Linked DNA regions of Mus musculus: regions 1, 3, 4 and 5 are each linked to region 2. A link is a contact called in public Hi-C and HiChIP or PLAC-seq data. All regions are on one chromosome and are shown on one strand. The core of a region is the stretch at or near the end of the contact, and the rest is flanking DNA. Distances in the headings are between cores, read along the strand shown.

Region 1 (2,700 bases), core at 64-2,563, 820 kb before region 2:
TGAACAAAAAGTTATGATACAATATAAAAACAAATATTAACTTATTGTATTGATGCCATTAGGTAACTTGTCAGATGTGTGCAGGCTTAGAGGATATTAGGGGGGGTAGACACTTTATAAACAAAGACTAGAACTCCATGACTCTAATTACTGTTTGAGGAATGAGACCTGAGTCAAATGTCTAGCCCTGGGAGGAGATATGACATCCTCAATTTCCCTGAAGGTCATGGATAACTATCTAAACCTGGTTTTATGAGTCCTAAACCTTATAAGGTCACCGTTTAGCAAAATATCTGATGAACAGCCATTGAGTCTACCTAACAGAGCCAATCACCCAGGCAGGGAAATGTCCCTCAGGAAGGTGGCTGGTGCAGACACCTTAGAAAACCTGCCTTGCATGTAGAGAGGTCGGCCACAGCTCTGGCCACTGCCCACTCTCACCTCCACAGTGCTTCCCGTTACTCGGCAACAAGCCATATCTCCCTGTGTGTCTTCCTTGGCTTCTTTCAAAGGGGTCAGGGGACTTAGGGGAGGCGACAGAGAGATCCCAATAAAGATGCTGTTGGTCTTCAGACGCCTGATTCTGAAGAATTCCTTTAAAACCAAATCTAGAGACTGTGGATGGAATTCAGTGCCAGGAATATACTTGTAATGGCAAAGGCCCTGCGTTCAACCCCTGACGCCAAAATGTAATCCAGTGAACAAAAGAAATAAAATACTAAAACTTGTCTACATTCTGACTACGCGAATACTCCATGGATGGCAGAAGCAACTTGACTCCAGTGCCTGTTGTTCTCAGGGCAGTGCCTGATCACTAACAGCTGACATCGTAGCACGCACACAATGTCAGCAGTTGGAAGCTAAGACAGGAGGTCCACTTCGAGCTCACGGCCAGCCCGGGCTACACAGTACCAGGCAGGGCTACAGAACAAAACCTTTTCTCAAAACAACAACATAAATAAATAAATAAAATCTTCTGCTTCAATGCGTAAATAAATGAAAATCTCCCATGACTATTAGTATGTCTGGATTTCTTGTGAGCACACTGGAAAAATACAAAGAAAAGCAACAGTATAATACATGACAGGTGGAAAGTAAGCTTAACAGCTGGTGATATTTTCCCTCCGATTTCTATTTTTTGTATTGTTTTAATGAAATTTTCAGAATATAAATACTCCTAGTACAACTGGAATAAGAAAAGGAATTACAGGGGCAGTGGCCTGTGCTAAAATGACGAATGAGCATGTGCAGGCTCTTGCAGGGGCAGTGGCCTGTGCTAAAATGACGAATGAGCATGCGCAGGGCTCTTGCTCCCATGACAGCTGGTGAGAGCTCACATTCCTCGGCACACAATGTAGCTTTCATGGATACTGGAAAGTATTTTTGTGGGAATATTTGCAGCAAATGGATGGAATTCTTGTTGCAAGCCCCCATTGAATTATTTAAAAGGACAATGACTGATTGACTAATTAGAAACGTTCTGGTGATAGTTATATTACAAAGGAAAAGACTTGGGTCTAGCATTTTCTCTCGAGTCAGAGAGAAAATACAGTGTTGCCTGTGGGCATCGATTCTGGAATGATCTGCCCTCACAGCTCTGTGAGCTGCCTTCCCGTCCACCAGCTAATGTGCTTACATCCTATTTGCCTTCTAAATACTATTGCTCAGATGGCTGCTTGTTCACACTTTGTCCGACCCTACCCCAAAACAGGACTTAAGATGATTATAAACTAAAGAAAACGAGAGAAAGGAAGATGGCTGAAGTGTCCTACAGTCTAAATCAAATAAACTAAAATCTAAGTTCTCTCACAAGCAAGTCTGCCTCAGAAGACGCAAGTTAAACATCCAATATTCAACAAGTAAAAAGTATTTTGCTTAAGAAAATATTCTGATACTGAGATTAAAAAATAAGTTGGGCACGGGGTGGGAATATAGCTCAGTAGAGTATTGTCTAGCACACGCAAAGCCCTGGGTCTGTCCTGACATGGTGGTATATGTGGAAGGTCAAGACCATCCTCAACTCCACAGTGAGTGGGAGGCCAGCCTGGGCTACATGAGACTTTGTCCCAAAACAAGATTAAAAACAAAACAGAACGAGAAAATTCCAATCAGCTTTTTTTTTTGGTTACTTAGCATATTAAAACCTAATTAGCAACATTTACTTTTAAATACATAGATAACATTTCTCTAAGCCGTGAAAGTGAAAGATTTTGAAAGCAACTTTGCCATATCACGTCTATAGAGACATGGTTTTATTTAAGTAAGTTTTCAATTTTCTGATGGTCTGAGCTAGTCGAAGAAAAGGAAAACTGAAGAAAACATTGATGAATGCACCTAGCAAAGGCACTGTTAGAATCTTCTCTCTAGCCTGTCCTTCAGCAGTACGTACGCTGTTTCACGTTCTTCCCATTGTGTTACCGTTATAAATGATGCTCCATTAGGAACCTGGGTACTTCAAACTTATCTACTTTTATTTTTTACATTTATTTACATTTGTGCATGTGCGTGCACATACATGATCAAATGTCACAACGACTGTAGGGCAGTCAGAGGACAACCTGCAGGAACTGGTTCCTCTCCCTCTAACATGTGAGCCAAGAGAACCCACTCAGATCACGGGGCTTGTGGCAAGCGCCTGTACCCACAAGACCACCTCACGGGCCTCCATTATCTACCATATGTTTATTCTGATACTTTCTC
Region 2 (2,700 bases), core at 35-2,534:
CTTAGGCAGTCTGTGGGGAGGAGAGTCGTGCTGAAGCCTATAGACAATTACCCCTCTTCGTTTTGCTTATGCAGGTAGGATCACACTGAAATACTGATCTAGGGAACCCTGTTCACACTTTTGTCTACCATAAATTAACGCCGTAGACCCTCACAAAGATTGCTGACTCTGGAACCTTAGACAAAGGAGGGTGTAGCTCCAAGACGCGAAGCCAGGCGCTCTCAGAAGCCGGCTGCTCACAGGCTGCCCCGCACCACCTCTCCTGTACTCTGGAGACCAAGAAGTCTGGAACTGATGGAGGACTTGGTTCATTCCCCCAAACTTTGGGAGTCATTGTTTCCCCTAACTCTGCGGGCTAAAGCGGAGGGGAGGAGAAGGGGTTTCAGAAACCCGGGGTACAGCTGCAGGGCTCGCCCACCCACCTCTGCACGCCCCGCAGCACCCTGGTGGTCCACTCACCTGTCCTGAGCGCCTGGTCTCGGGGCTCCGGTGGCCTCTCCGGGCTCTTCGCTCTCACAGCTGTCGCGACAGCGTGCGCCTCCGGGGACCAGCGAGGGAGGCGGCGGGGTCGGGGGCGTCAGGAGGAATCTGGGCAGCTGCGGGCAGCCACGGTCTCACTCCCCATCCCCGTGGGGCTCCGGCTGAGGACGCGGTGCGGTCACCAAAGGAAGATGAGTCAGGCCGGGGTGCGGGCGCCCTGACTCGCGCATCTGGGGGACGCGGCCGCCGCCATCGGACGAGCGCAGCCCCTATCCTTCTAGGGTACCGGTGACCGAGGCCAGGGCAAAAGATCGCAGCTAAGGCGTCTCCGCCGCCGCCAAGAAAGACAAAAGGAATGCGGGGCTCGAGGGAAAGTTTTGGGCTTGGTTCCTGATGAATTCTAGCCCCCGAAGCCGCCAAGAGGAGGATCGGGGGCGAGGGCGGGACGGGCTTCCCGGAGCGTCGCCAGCAGCCGGGGACCCAGACGGTGCTAATCGCACCGCCGCCCACGACCCGTGGGAACTCCGCCGGCCCAGTCGCCAAGCTGTGCAAGAGCTGCGTGCAGGACCCACCCTTCCCCCCGGACCCCAACCCAGCTACCCGGCGCCCTGGCTGCAAAGTTGTACTTCTAGCGCCGGGATGGCGCCCATACAAAACCCATTTGGGGAACAAAGTACCGCTTCCAGGCGATCTGCTTCATCTGAAGGCCAGCGGGCGGAAGCGGACACACCCACTCGCTTCTCATCACCGTCGGACGCGAGTTCCAGAACGGGAGATACCTGCCCCTCCTGTCTCAATAAGAACTGGGGATCCCCGGCGGACTCTGTATTTTCTGGAAGAAGGATCCATAGGCCCCTCGGTTCCACGCCCCTCGGATGCTTTCTTATCAGATGCAGCCTGGGAGGGTCGGGGTCCCCCTGGCGGCTGCACGAGTGCTGTGCTAACAAAGTCAGACCTGGACCCCCAAGAGATACTGCACTCCTAGCCCTCAGAGGGTTTAAGCTGCTGGGAAGTTAGTTCCAGTAGAGCAGACTGGTTGGGAAGGGTTCTGGGCATGGGGTTGTGAGGGGCAGGGGCTAATTGTATCCTAAGATGATGAGTCTGAGGCTAAGCTCCAGATATCAAATCCAATGAAGGCTTCAAGTTACCAAAAATTATCAGTGAGAAAAAAAAAAACATGTCCTGTCCATAGAATGAAATAATTGAAATAATAGTCACGTGCAATTCTGCAAGGGACCAAAGCGCCCACTCTGGCTGAAGATCAAGTCAGTAAATAAAGTTTCGTATTCAAATTACTGCGTTGGAGTGTGCAGTGTACAGCAACCGTAGCTGAGCTATGGTTTTGTAAATCCATGAGTTTCTTGGATTTTTTTTTTAACTCATAGGCAAGAGGCAAATATTCTGCTCTGGTGTGTATCTATTTCAATGTGTCAGCTACTGGATTCTGTGGGGAAAAAATCTAGACTCAAGAAAATAAGGCAACCCGTAGAGGCCAGACAGGTCATTAAGATGACACTGGCAATGGAGAAAGACTGTAAAAACGGGCAATAGTGGTTTTAAAAAAAAAATCTTGCTTCAGTATGGAGGTTAAATACTTTTTCTGAAATTTCAGGACCAAATGCTTAAAAAAAAAAAAAAAAGAAAAAAAGAAAGAAAGTAGATGGGATGGGGTAGGAGAAATGAGTCACCTTGTAAGCCATCTGTGGTTTTCTTTTCCTTCCACCTTCATGTGGCTAGTTCTCTTGGCCCAAAGCCATTTGATCAGTTCTCTGAGGTTTTCTAGCACATTTGTCAAGGAACCTTATTAATCGTGTGAGCCTAGTAAGGTTCTACTCGTTGTACAAGAATGCCCTGACTCTTCCTTTCTCCTCAAAGCTCCCAAGAGAACACACTTCCTAGCAAGCCTTCCTGACTTGTAAAGGGGTGGGTAATAGGTTCCTCCCATCCTGCTCTTTTAATGTAGCACAGTGTCTACAATGTACAGGGAAACATTTAAAATGGCAATCCAGACATCACAGGCATCACATGTCCAGGCAGTCTTCAAAGAGAGGCTGATGAGGAAAGACTTCGGGAAAAGATCTAGACTCATTCTTATCACCACTGATCACAATTACCAATCTGAACTTATATTCCAGTTATTCAGTCAAAGAAGAAGGAAGAAGGTGAACTAGATAACATCATCAACATATTTTATTTTTAAAATAATTACTACTAGTCAGA
Region 3 (2,700 bases), core at 83-2,582, 780 kb before region 2:
TGGGCAAGACTCTCTTCTGGTTCCCCAGCACTGTAAACAGCTATGGAATGGGCCTGTCATTCATTACGGTCTATCTACTTCGACTAGCTACGTAAAACAGCAGAGTAGGTCTCCAGAAATGTTTAAACTTCATGCCAACCAGGCCACTTACCCAGTGTGCTTCCATTTGCGCCTCATGAAGAGGGAGCAATCCAAATTATTAAGGAGAAATTGACAAATCGACACTACATGAATGGAAGGACCCAGTAAACTGGACAAGTGCCATAAGCTTTGTCACTATAGGGAAACGATGCGCTAACAGCATCCCAAACTGCAAAGCCACACGGTGTAAAAAGGTGAGAAGAGTCCTCTCTTTCCAACTATTACCCTATTCCCTTCTGCCTATTACCCACACTCCTGTAACCTTATAAAAACATCTCAAGCAGGGACACTCTGGGCATCTCCTCACGTGATACGAGTAATTGCATTCACATGAAATTTATAAACGCATGTACATTATTCACCTGATTTATATTTACATACATATAAAGTATTTACATAGCATGCTTGGACTGCCTATTTTAATATTCTTACGCTTTGTATACATGTAGGTGTTCTTGTAGAACACCTTTTTCCCCTTACTTCCCAGTCCCTTTCCCTCCGAGTCCAACCTCTAATTCCTACCCAGGTTCAGCATACAACGAAAGTTGACCCAAGCTGAAGTACATCCTGGGCGCCAGCAGATTGGCGCCCGTTTTAAAGTGTGCCTTGCCAAGCCTCGAGTAAAACCCTAAATGAGACAAGACAGTGTTCAGAGGCTTCTATTTGCCATTTTAAAAAATAATTAGGTAAATAAAACGGAGTTTTTTTTTTCCCCCCTTGATTTTGTTAACCTCCCCAACACAGTAGGAAAGGATGTGCTGCAAAACTCTGGGTCATGGGTCACAAGATAGGAAGAGGTAAGAGAAACAACAACTTGTGTGTACACCCCTTTCGGTTCGAGGAGTGGAGTGGTGCACGGAGACCCACGGATGCAACCAAACTGCCCGGACTACCGGGCTGGACCGGGATGCCCAGGGTGTAGGGGGAGGGTCGATCGCGAGGGGCGTGGGGCTGCGGGCGGCCTGGGAGGCGGAGCGGGGCGGGCGAGCACGCCCCACGGCAGAGGCCGCCCCGGGGCGCGCAGGGCGGAGCGCTCTCACCCACGGCGGGGCGCTCCATGGTCGCGGCGCAGAGACGGAGGCGCGGGCCCGGGGCGCGCGGGACGGCGGGGGCGCGGGCCGCGGCGGCCAGGCCTGCGGAGGCGCAACGCCCCGCGAGTCGCAGCATCCCCGGCACCCGCCGCTTCAGGAGGAGCCGGAAGGGGCCGGCCCGGCGAGGCGTGGATACCCGGATCGGGGCGGTCCCCGGGGCCGTGCTGGGCTCGGGCTCCGACCTCTGGCCGCCCTCGGTTATTTCCTGCGGCGCGGCCCTTCCCGTCCCACGCTCGGAGGGGCGAGCCAGGGATCCAGAGAGCATTCCTTGGCCCGCTGTCCCTTGAGAACCCGTGTGTTTGCTTTAGCGTGGAGCTTTGGAAACACAGATCTGATTGCAAAATAGGCGGGCTGAGCAAAATGTACAATACAATAGCGAGACCTTGAACGTCGCTATAATGAGATGCTTTTATTTACTTGCCATTACCCCCCCCCCAAAAGTAGCATTTTCAACAGCAGTTTAAGAGCTAAAAGTTGGAATTGTTAAATGAAATCATCTACAAATTTTTTGCAGGCAAGGCTCCTCAGTATCTGAATAAAATAAGAGAAAACTATTTTTTTTAATAGTTAAAATATGAATATGTCTTGTAGAAAAGAATGCTACTGTTTTTTTCCGGGCTGGGGGCAAATGGTGGTATTACTGCTGGTTTGTTGGGGAATGTAATTTTAATTTAAGAAAATATGGTGGTGTGTCTCTTCTCCACAGCTGTAGCCCTTAAAGCTGGTAGGGAACTTTGAAGAATTCCCTGCTTAGCCCCTTTTTGTGGATCTTCACGGAAAACGGTCTTTTTAAAGGAGCAGGCTATCTAATCACAGAGAAAGAACGAAAAATAAGTAAGGGAGCTTGCGGCAAGAGGATCCTCAAAGGCCAGCCGATGCTAGCTGGACTGGACAGGGTACAGATAAGACGTTTAAGCATAAGGATTACTTTACGCAGTAGACAGAGAAACAACTCTTTGCCCTCCCTTTTCCTGCTGGAAGTAGACTATACATTTCTCTTTGTAAGGATTACTCCCCACTCTGTTTTAAAGGTGTATTTATGTAACTGGGGAGTAGGAGCAGTGCACTGACACAGCAAGGTTGACAGCCAGTTTGCAAAGAGTAGAGCACTACCCCCACTCCCCCCTCCTCGGGCTTCACAAAGGACGCTACAGACCTGGGAGACGTGGGTTCTGCACCTCATGTGTGGTCTGATGCTTGGGGGCGAGGTGTCTTCCTTCAGCTCAAGAGCCCACTCCTGGATTTCCCTCCTTTTAAAAACAAAACAAAACCAAAGCGCTGTGTTTCTATTTTAACCACACATCTGTGGTGTAATCCTTAGCCTTGGGATATAACTTCAGTGGAGGAACCAGAACACCAACCCAGCCCCCAAACCTTTCACCTACAATCTACCCTGTCTGAAATAATGTGCTGGGGCAAAGGAGGCAAAGATCTTGGGAGAGTGGCCAACCAGTGACTGCTCTAGTCT
Region 4 (2,700 bases), core at 91-2,590, 650 kb before region 2:
TATGCCCCTCCTTAGAAGTGGGAACAAAACACCCATGGAAGGAGTTACAGAAACAAAGTTTGGAGCTGAGATGAAAGGATGGACCATGTAGAGACTGCCATATCCAGGGATCCACCCCATAATCAGCATCCAAACGCTGACACCATTGCATATACTAGCAAGATTTTATCGAAAGGACCCAGATGTAGCTGTCTCTTGTGAGACTATGCCGGGGCCTAGCAAACACAGAAGTGGATGCTCACAGTCAGCTAATGGATGGATCACAGGGCTCCCAATGGAGGAGCTAGAGAAAGTACCCAAGGAGCTAAAGGGATCTTCAACCCTATAGGTGGAACAACATTATGAACTAACCAGTACCCCTGAGCTCTTGACTCTAGCTGCATATGTATCAAAAGATGGCCTAGTCGGCCATCACTGGAAAGAGAGGCCCATTGGACACGCAGACTTTGTGTGCCCCGGTACAGGGGAACGCCAGGGCCAAAGGGGGGGAGTGGGTGGGTAGGGGAGTGGGGGTGGGTGGGTAAGGGGGACTTTTGGTATAGCATTGGAAATGTAAATGAGCTAAATACCTAATAAAAAATGGAAAAAAAAAAGAAAATATCGAATAAAAAATAAATATAAAAAAAAAAAAAAAGAATTACATAAATGTAAAAAAAAAAAAAAAAAAAAAAGAAAGTTGTGTAGTGAAATTTGGGGAGGCCTATTTCTTTGTGTTTTCATTTTTATTTATTTTTTTTTGGTTGTTGAGAAGTAGGTGTTGATTTTTCTCTGGTCTGCAGATGATGTATTTGAATAGGAGAGTCTGTTGTTGCCTTGGGAGTGACAGTGTCAGGAGGTGCCCATTGAGCTGCCAGAGTATGCCTTGGTATTACTTCAGTGGTTTTAAGATAGCTTTTTCTTAGTTTTAGCTGTCATGAAATAGCCACATGCCATAAATATGAAGTTCAAATAAATATTCTTAATATGAATACAAATTATTTAATTTTTTTTTTTTTTTTTTTTTTTACTACTACTACTACTCAGAAGTTTGAAAAAGAAATTTCTGCCACTGTAGATCCAAATTTCCTGTTTGAGATGATGGTGGCAGGCTGTAACTTGCAGATGTATGTTTATCTACTTAAGTTTTGGTTCAAATGGGGATTTTTCTCAAGTTTTTATGTTTTCCATTCTAAATTAAAGCAACTATTATGTATATTAGTTTTAAAGTTTGGATCAGGAGAGTGCAGTTCCACTAAGCAGTTTGTAGGGGAAACTAGTCCTGCTTCTGGCTTTTATAGACTCTCTCTGAAAGGGAGGGGCTGTGATCAAGTGGCTTCCAACAGCAGGGGAAGATGGCTTGCAGCTGTGCTGTTTTGGTTCCCCTCCAGATAGTGTTTGTGTGCACCGTCAGAACATCTTAAAGCCCACCCTGGACAGGGTTCAACTCTATAAAAGGAGCACTGTCTCATAACCTCACATGCTCTTAGGGGTCCTGTTGGTGCTGGTGGTCTTCACTGGTTATTCTCTGAACTGAGCTTTTATTAGACTCAGGCCTCACAGTTTCAGAGTAGGAATCACAGTTGTAGTTTTTCTATCTTGTAAAATAAATGTAGTTGGGCCCTTGGTAAACACTCTGATGAGAACTGACCACCCTTCCTTAAGCTCTTCCGCTTTAGTGGTGAGTTTTTCAGTTCTCTGCCTTCATACATCCTATAGGTACACTGACACTCATTGGGTTGTGTTCCTCGTGGTAGTTTACTAAGTTCTGCTTTACAGATCAAGTTTATATATCAGAAGATGAAAGATTATACAGGAAATTCCAAACACCGAGAAGTTAAAAAGCAGAAGGGAACAATCGCTTCTCTTTGAAATTGTTTAGCCCAAGGGTTCTTGTGTGCTTCCTGTTTGTTTACATGGATTGTGTGTGTGTGTGTGTGTGTGTGTGGTGCCCCTCATTAGAAGCGATTTCCCCTCTCTTCTAAGATATTGGTGCCTTAGGTTACATACGTGGAGCATGTGTCATCCTGCCCTCTGTGAGGTGTGGTAGTTACTGCTTCCTGCCTTCCCAGTGCCAGCCAGGCAGAGCTTCTGTGGCCTGCTTGCCTCTCCCTCCTGCACCACACTCTCTTAGCACCCCTTAATCTTTGTGAGTCCCTACAGCTGCCTTCCTGTGTGTGTCTGGATGCCTCCCGGCATTCACATTCAACGGCTGGCTCCCTTCTTGTCATCTCACACTGTTTCTTGAAGTTCCTTGAAAATTCATTGGGAATGTCTTCCTTACTCCCTTTGCCCCAGGGCTCTATCCCCTCTGACACTACCTGACCTAGCAGTTCGAGCCTCTGTCATTCTGTCACTACCCAGCCTTTCATTCTTCAGTCTAGTGTTGTATAGACACCTCAGTCAAGTACCATCCAAGTAGCTTTGATTCCTTTGTTCTTATTCCTGGTCTCTTTGGAAGGTTCTTTAGGCCAGTTGTATTCCTCTTTGTCTTTTGACTTTAAGGAATTCTGTTCTCCTTTCCTCCACCACCTAGCTTCCTATCAGTCATGTCTGTTTGCTCACTAAACAGTTCCGCACCCCACCTCTTTGTACTTCAGTTGCCCCATCAGGAATCCTCCGGAATCGTTGGGGCAATCGTGTTATCAGCTTCCTTTCATTGTATCACTTGTTCTCAGACTGCCAGAGCAGTCATCCAGAGACACAAAGTTAATATTAGTTTCC
Region 5 (2,700 bases), core at 78-2,577, 720 kb before region 2:
GATACCTTGCCACCCATTCAAAGTAAAGGACTGGGTGACCAAGGACAGAAGCCTATGGCGCCATGAGGAAATCTCTTCAAAGTTATCTGTTTCAGGCATTTCCTCATAGCAACAGAAAAGCAACACCAATTATTCCAAGCCTTCTTTATGCTAGAAATGTATGTAATCAGGATTCCAGTATTCATTAAACAGCTTATCAAACTCTCCTTGTGTTCTTAGCGTCTGGGACTGAAGTCAACTAAGTCAACTCAAGTTCCTGACACACAACAAATGCTATTATAGCAATAATTTTATTATTTACAAGGATGATTCTAGCAAGTAATTTATTTCCCCAACTCTTTTCTTTTTGATGTAGGTACCCTTTTCATAGCGAGGAACCAGCTGATAAAACACCTGCATGTGTGCCATTACCTGGGAAGTATCCACACGCAAGGCATTGCTACTGATGGTTAATTTGATCTTGCTAATTTTACAATGTTTAGGAAGGAAATTGGCAGAGGTGAATCATTAAAGATTTTATTAGAGGTGGGAGGAAGCAAATGACTAGAAGAACACAGGGTGGGGTTGAAGATGCTGGAGGCAGTGGGCTGCCACTCTGACAGCTTGACATGCAATGCTCAGAAAAGATGAAATAAGTAGAAGAGATTGAGGTCTAATTGTACTAATGTGTAAAACTTACCACTATCTATCTATCTATCTATATCATTCATATATATAATATATACATATCACGTGTGTGTATTTTTTTATTTTAATTTTTTGTCACTGCCTTATCCCCATTATACTTTGCAAGCTAGGTTCTCAATTCTCTGCCGGGAGATATCCTGACTAGTAAGGCTGAGCATCAAAGCGCCTCTCCTCCACAGGGTTTACCCAATCTCTCCTGCCTCTCCCACAGGAAGAATAAATGGATTCTTTTCAAGCCTATCCTGTGAAAGCACTTCTTTCACTGCAGACTGAGGGGGGACCCGGCTTTCCTTATTCGGTTTCCTGGACCTGCTCTACCGTCTACCACGAAAAAGGCATCCAGTGAAGGTTTGGTTAGTGAAAGCACTCCGAAGAAAGAACTTTTCGAAGTTGAGAGGGCATTTAAGGCCAAGATACTCAGAAAGAACGCCTCGCACACGTGCACTGGCTGTCATTATCTCCAGGGTCGCTCCGAGGGCGAAACGCACCCCTGCGGCGGGGCACTGGGCCCGAGAGCCGCGCGAACCCCTCGGGAAGGCCCCCCTCCCACGCCAGCAGGCGCCGGGGGCGTGGCTTTGGCCGTGGGGCGTGGCCTGCCCGCGGGGGTTTCCGCGCCCGGGGCGTGCCGGGCGGGGGACGAGGGCGGGGCTTCCGCCAGGAGGGGGCGGGGCTTGCGCGGAGAGTTCTCTGACGGCCCCAGTCAGGGAATTTCAATTTGAAACCCAGAGGAGGGTGGAGGCGGCGGGTGCGGAGGGCCGGCGGCGTCCGAGGCTGGAACGGGACGCGTTCCCGGGGCGAGCAAGCTCGAGAGGGGCGGTGTCCGGGTAAGGAGGCGAGCGGGCTGCGGAGTGGCGGGCGGGGTCCTGACACGCTGCAGGCGGGAAGCGGACCCCGGCAGGAAGCCCGGACGGCCATCCCGGGCGGGGGAGGGGGCGGCCGCGGGCCCGTCTCTCTCCTTCCCGGGCGGGGACCGCGGCGGCGTCCCCGGGCTCTCGCGCCCCGGCCCTGCCGAGGCGTGCGGCTCCATCCTGGGTGCCGGGGGCTCGCCGCGCCCTCTCTCCCGAGGGTCGCCAGACGCGGGCCCGCGGCGCGCGTGGGCTCTGCGGGAGTCGGGGAGGGAGCGCGCCCCGCCAGCCACCCAGCCCCACGCGCGCCGCAGGTCGGGCCAACGCGGGCGACCCTCTGTCCCCGCCGCCCACTGTGCGGTCTGGAGCTGAGGACAGACACCCTCGCACGTTTTCTGCGGCGAGCCTTCCAGCTCGGACACCAGGCCATCCGCCCCCGATGGCTTCTTTTTCTCGGCGCTGGCAGCTGAGGGGTGGGAGCAGTTTAGGTGAGCTGCAGGTCAGGGGCTACGAGGAGGAAATAACCGAGTCGGTGGCGTTGAGGTTGGCATCTCGGGATCCCCCATCCTCAACCCCAGACGTCTGCGGTGGACGTTAGTCATTAAATGTCCCCAGACGCCAGCCTCAGGCGGGGCCAAGTTTTATTTATTTATTTGGGGTGAAGTTAGAAGAGCGCCCTCTTCCCCCGGTGTCTTATTTTGGGGAGTGGTCTCCGTGGAGCTTCCTTACAAAATGAGGAAGCCCTTCAGAAAATCTGTCACCTGAACAGCTGTCCCTGATTTTTAAGGTTCCTGGGAGAGTGGTAGGCACGGTGGCATCTAGGGGAGTTGTACTTACATTTCCTCCTTTGGGAATCAAGATTCTCTCTGTTTCTTGAACTTTGTTGCATGTGAAATGTGGGGTGTGCAGGGCAGTATGTTCTTGTTTCTGTGATTAGCTACAAAACAAAACAAAAACGGTCTCAGTTTTCTCCACTCATTTTTCTTCAGTCCTTCCTGTCTGTCTTTCTTCTTTTCTTTTCTTTTCTTCTCTCTCTCTCTCTCTCTCTCTCTCTCTTTCTTTCTTTCTTTCTTTCTTTCTTTCTTTCTTTCTTTCTTTCTTTCTTTCTTTCTTTCTGGGAGTTCATTATCTCTGTATTCTTCATTGCCTTATCACGCTGCATTAGCAA

The links. Hi-C and Micro-C count contacts between places; a contact is called where the count stands out from the background. HiChIP or PLAC-seq counts read pairs in DNA pulled down with a chosen protein or histone mark.
Region 1: a Hi-C map of myocytes shows a contact between it and region 2, with 4 times the contacts expected there. The contact joins the enhancer-like site here to the promoter of Tmem200a in region 2. A contact is called at or near these places in 17 of 39 promoter capture datasets (the 3T3-L1 cell line, cranial neural crest, embryonic stem cells and 9 more), 28 of 484 Hi-C or Micro-C datasets (the C2C12 cell line, cardiomyocytes, cerebellum and 14 more), 14 of 115 datasets of contacts at active chromatin or transcription factors (the NIH/3T3 cell line, VIP interneurons, astrocytes and 9 more) and 1 of 9 other capture datasets (embryonic stem cells).
Region 3: an H3K4me3 HiChIP or PLAC-seq map of embryonic forebrain shows a contact between it and region 2, with 8 times the contacts expected there. The contact joins the promoter of Akap7 here to the promoter of Tmem200a in region 2. A contact is called at or near these places in 5 of 39 promoter capture datasets (cranial neural crest, embryonic stem cells, hippocampal neurons and 1 more), 1 of 484 Hi-C or Micro-C datasets (uterus) and 9 of 115 datasets of contacts at active chromatin or transcription factors (differentiating embryonic stem cells, embryonic forebrain, embryonic hindbrain and 6 more).
Region 4: a FOXA1 HiChIP or PLAC-seq map of pancreatic cancer cells shows a contact between it and region 2. The contact joins the enhancer-like site here to the promoter of Tmem200a in region 2. A contact is called at or near these places in 3 of 39 promoter capture datasets (embryonic stem cells, hippocampal neurons and liver), 1 of 484 Hi-C or Micro-C datasets (liver) and 2 of 115 datasets of contacts at active chromatin or transcription factors (neural tube and pancreatic cancer cells).
Region 5: an H3K4me3 HiChIP or PLAC-seq map of embryonic forebrain shows a contact between it and region 2, with 2.3 times the contacts expected there. The contact joins the promoter of Epb41l2 here to the promoter of Tmem200a in region 2. A contact is called at or near these places in 4 of 39 promoter capture datasets (cranial neural crest, frontonasal cranial neural crest, hippocampal neurons and 1 more) and 2 of 115 datasets of contacts at active chromatin or transcription factors (embryonic forebrain and embryonic hindbrain).

Annotation. Positions count from the first base shown.
Region 1 is chr10:25,260,093-25,262,792 of GRCm38.p6, forward strand. All of the region lies in intron 5 of Akap7 (A kinase (PRKA) anchor protein 7), which reads right to left. Among named protein-coding and RNA genes, the nearest start is that of Gm25016, 4.7 kb to the right of the region's middle. Within about 2 kb of position 1,314, at least 21 of the 459 cell types and tissues checked have an H3K27ac peak or open chromatin away from gene starts, as enhancers often do. A contact at or near this core is called in myocytes and neural stem cells, where this site is marked.
Region 2 is chr10:26,077,679-26,080,378 of GRCm38.p6, forward strand. Tmem200a (transmembrane protein 200A) reads right to left here and starts at 1,285. Exons shown (of 3, transcript NM_001358814.1): 1 at 1,158-1,285; 2 at 460-641. It overlaps Gm9767 (predicted gene 9767), which reads left to right and starts at 577. Exons shown (of 1, transcript NR_028030.2): 1 at 577-1,769.
Region 3 is chr10:25,295,747-25,298,446 of GRCm38.p6, forward strand. Akap7 (A kinase (PRKA) anchor protein 7) reads right to left here and starts at 1,333. Exons shown (of 8, transcript NM_001379238.1): 1 at 1,182-1,333.
Region 4 is chr10:25,424,906-25,427,605 of GRCm38.p6, forward strand. All of the region lies in intron 1 of Epb41l2 (erythrocyte membrane protein band 4.1 like 2), which reads left to right. Among named protein-coding and RNA genes, the nearest start is that of Epb41l2, 66 kb to the left of the region's middle. Within about 2 kb of position 1,341, at least 128 of the 459 cell types and tissues checked have an H3K27ac peak or open chromatin away from gene starts, as enhancers often do. A contact at or near this core is called in embryonic stem cells, liver and pancreatic cancer cells, where this site is marked.
Region 5 is chr10:25,358,471-25,361,170 of GRCm38.p6, forward strand. It overlaps Epb41l2 (erythrocyte membrane protein band 4.1 like 2), which reads left to right and starts at 1,328. Exons shown (of 20, transcript NM_001199265.1): 1 at 1,328-1,511.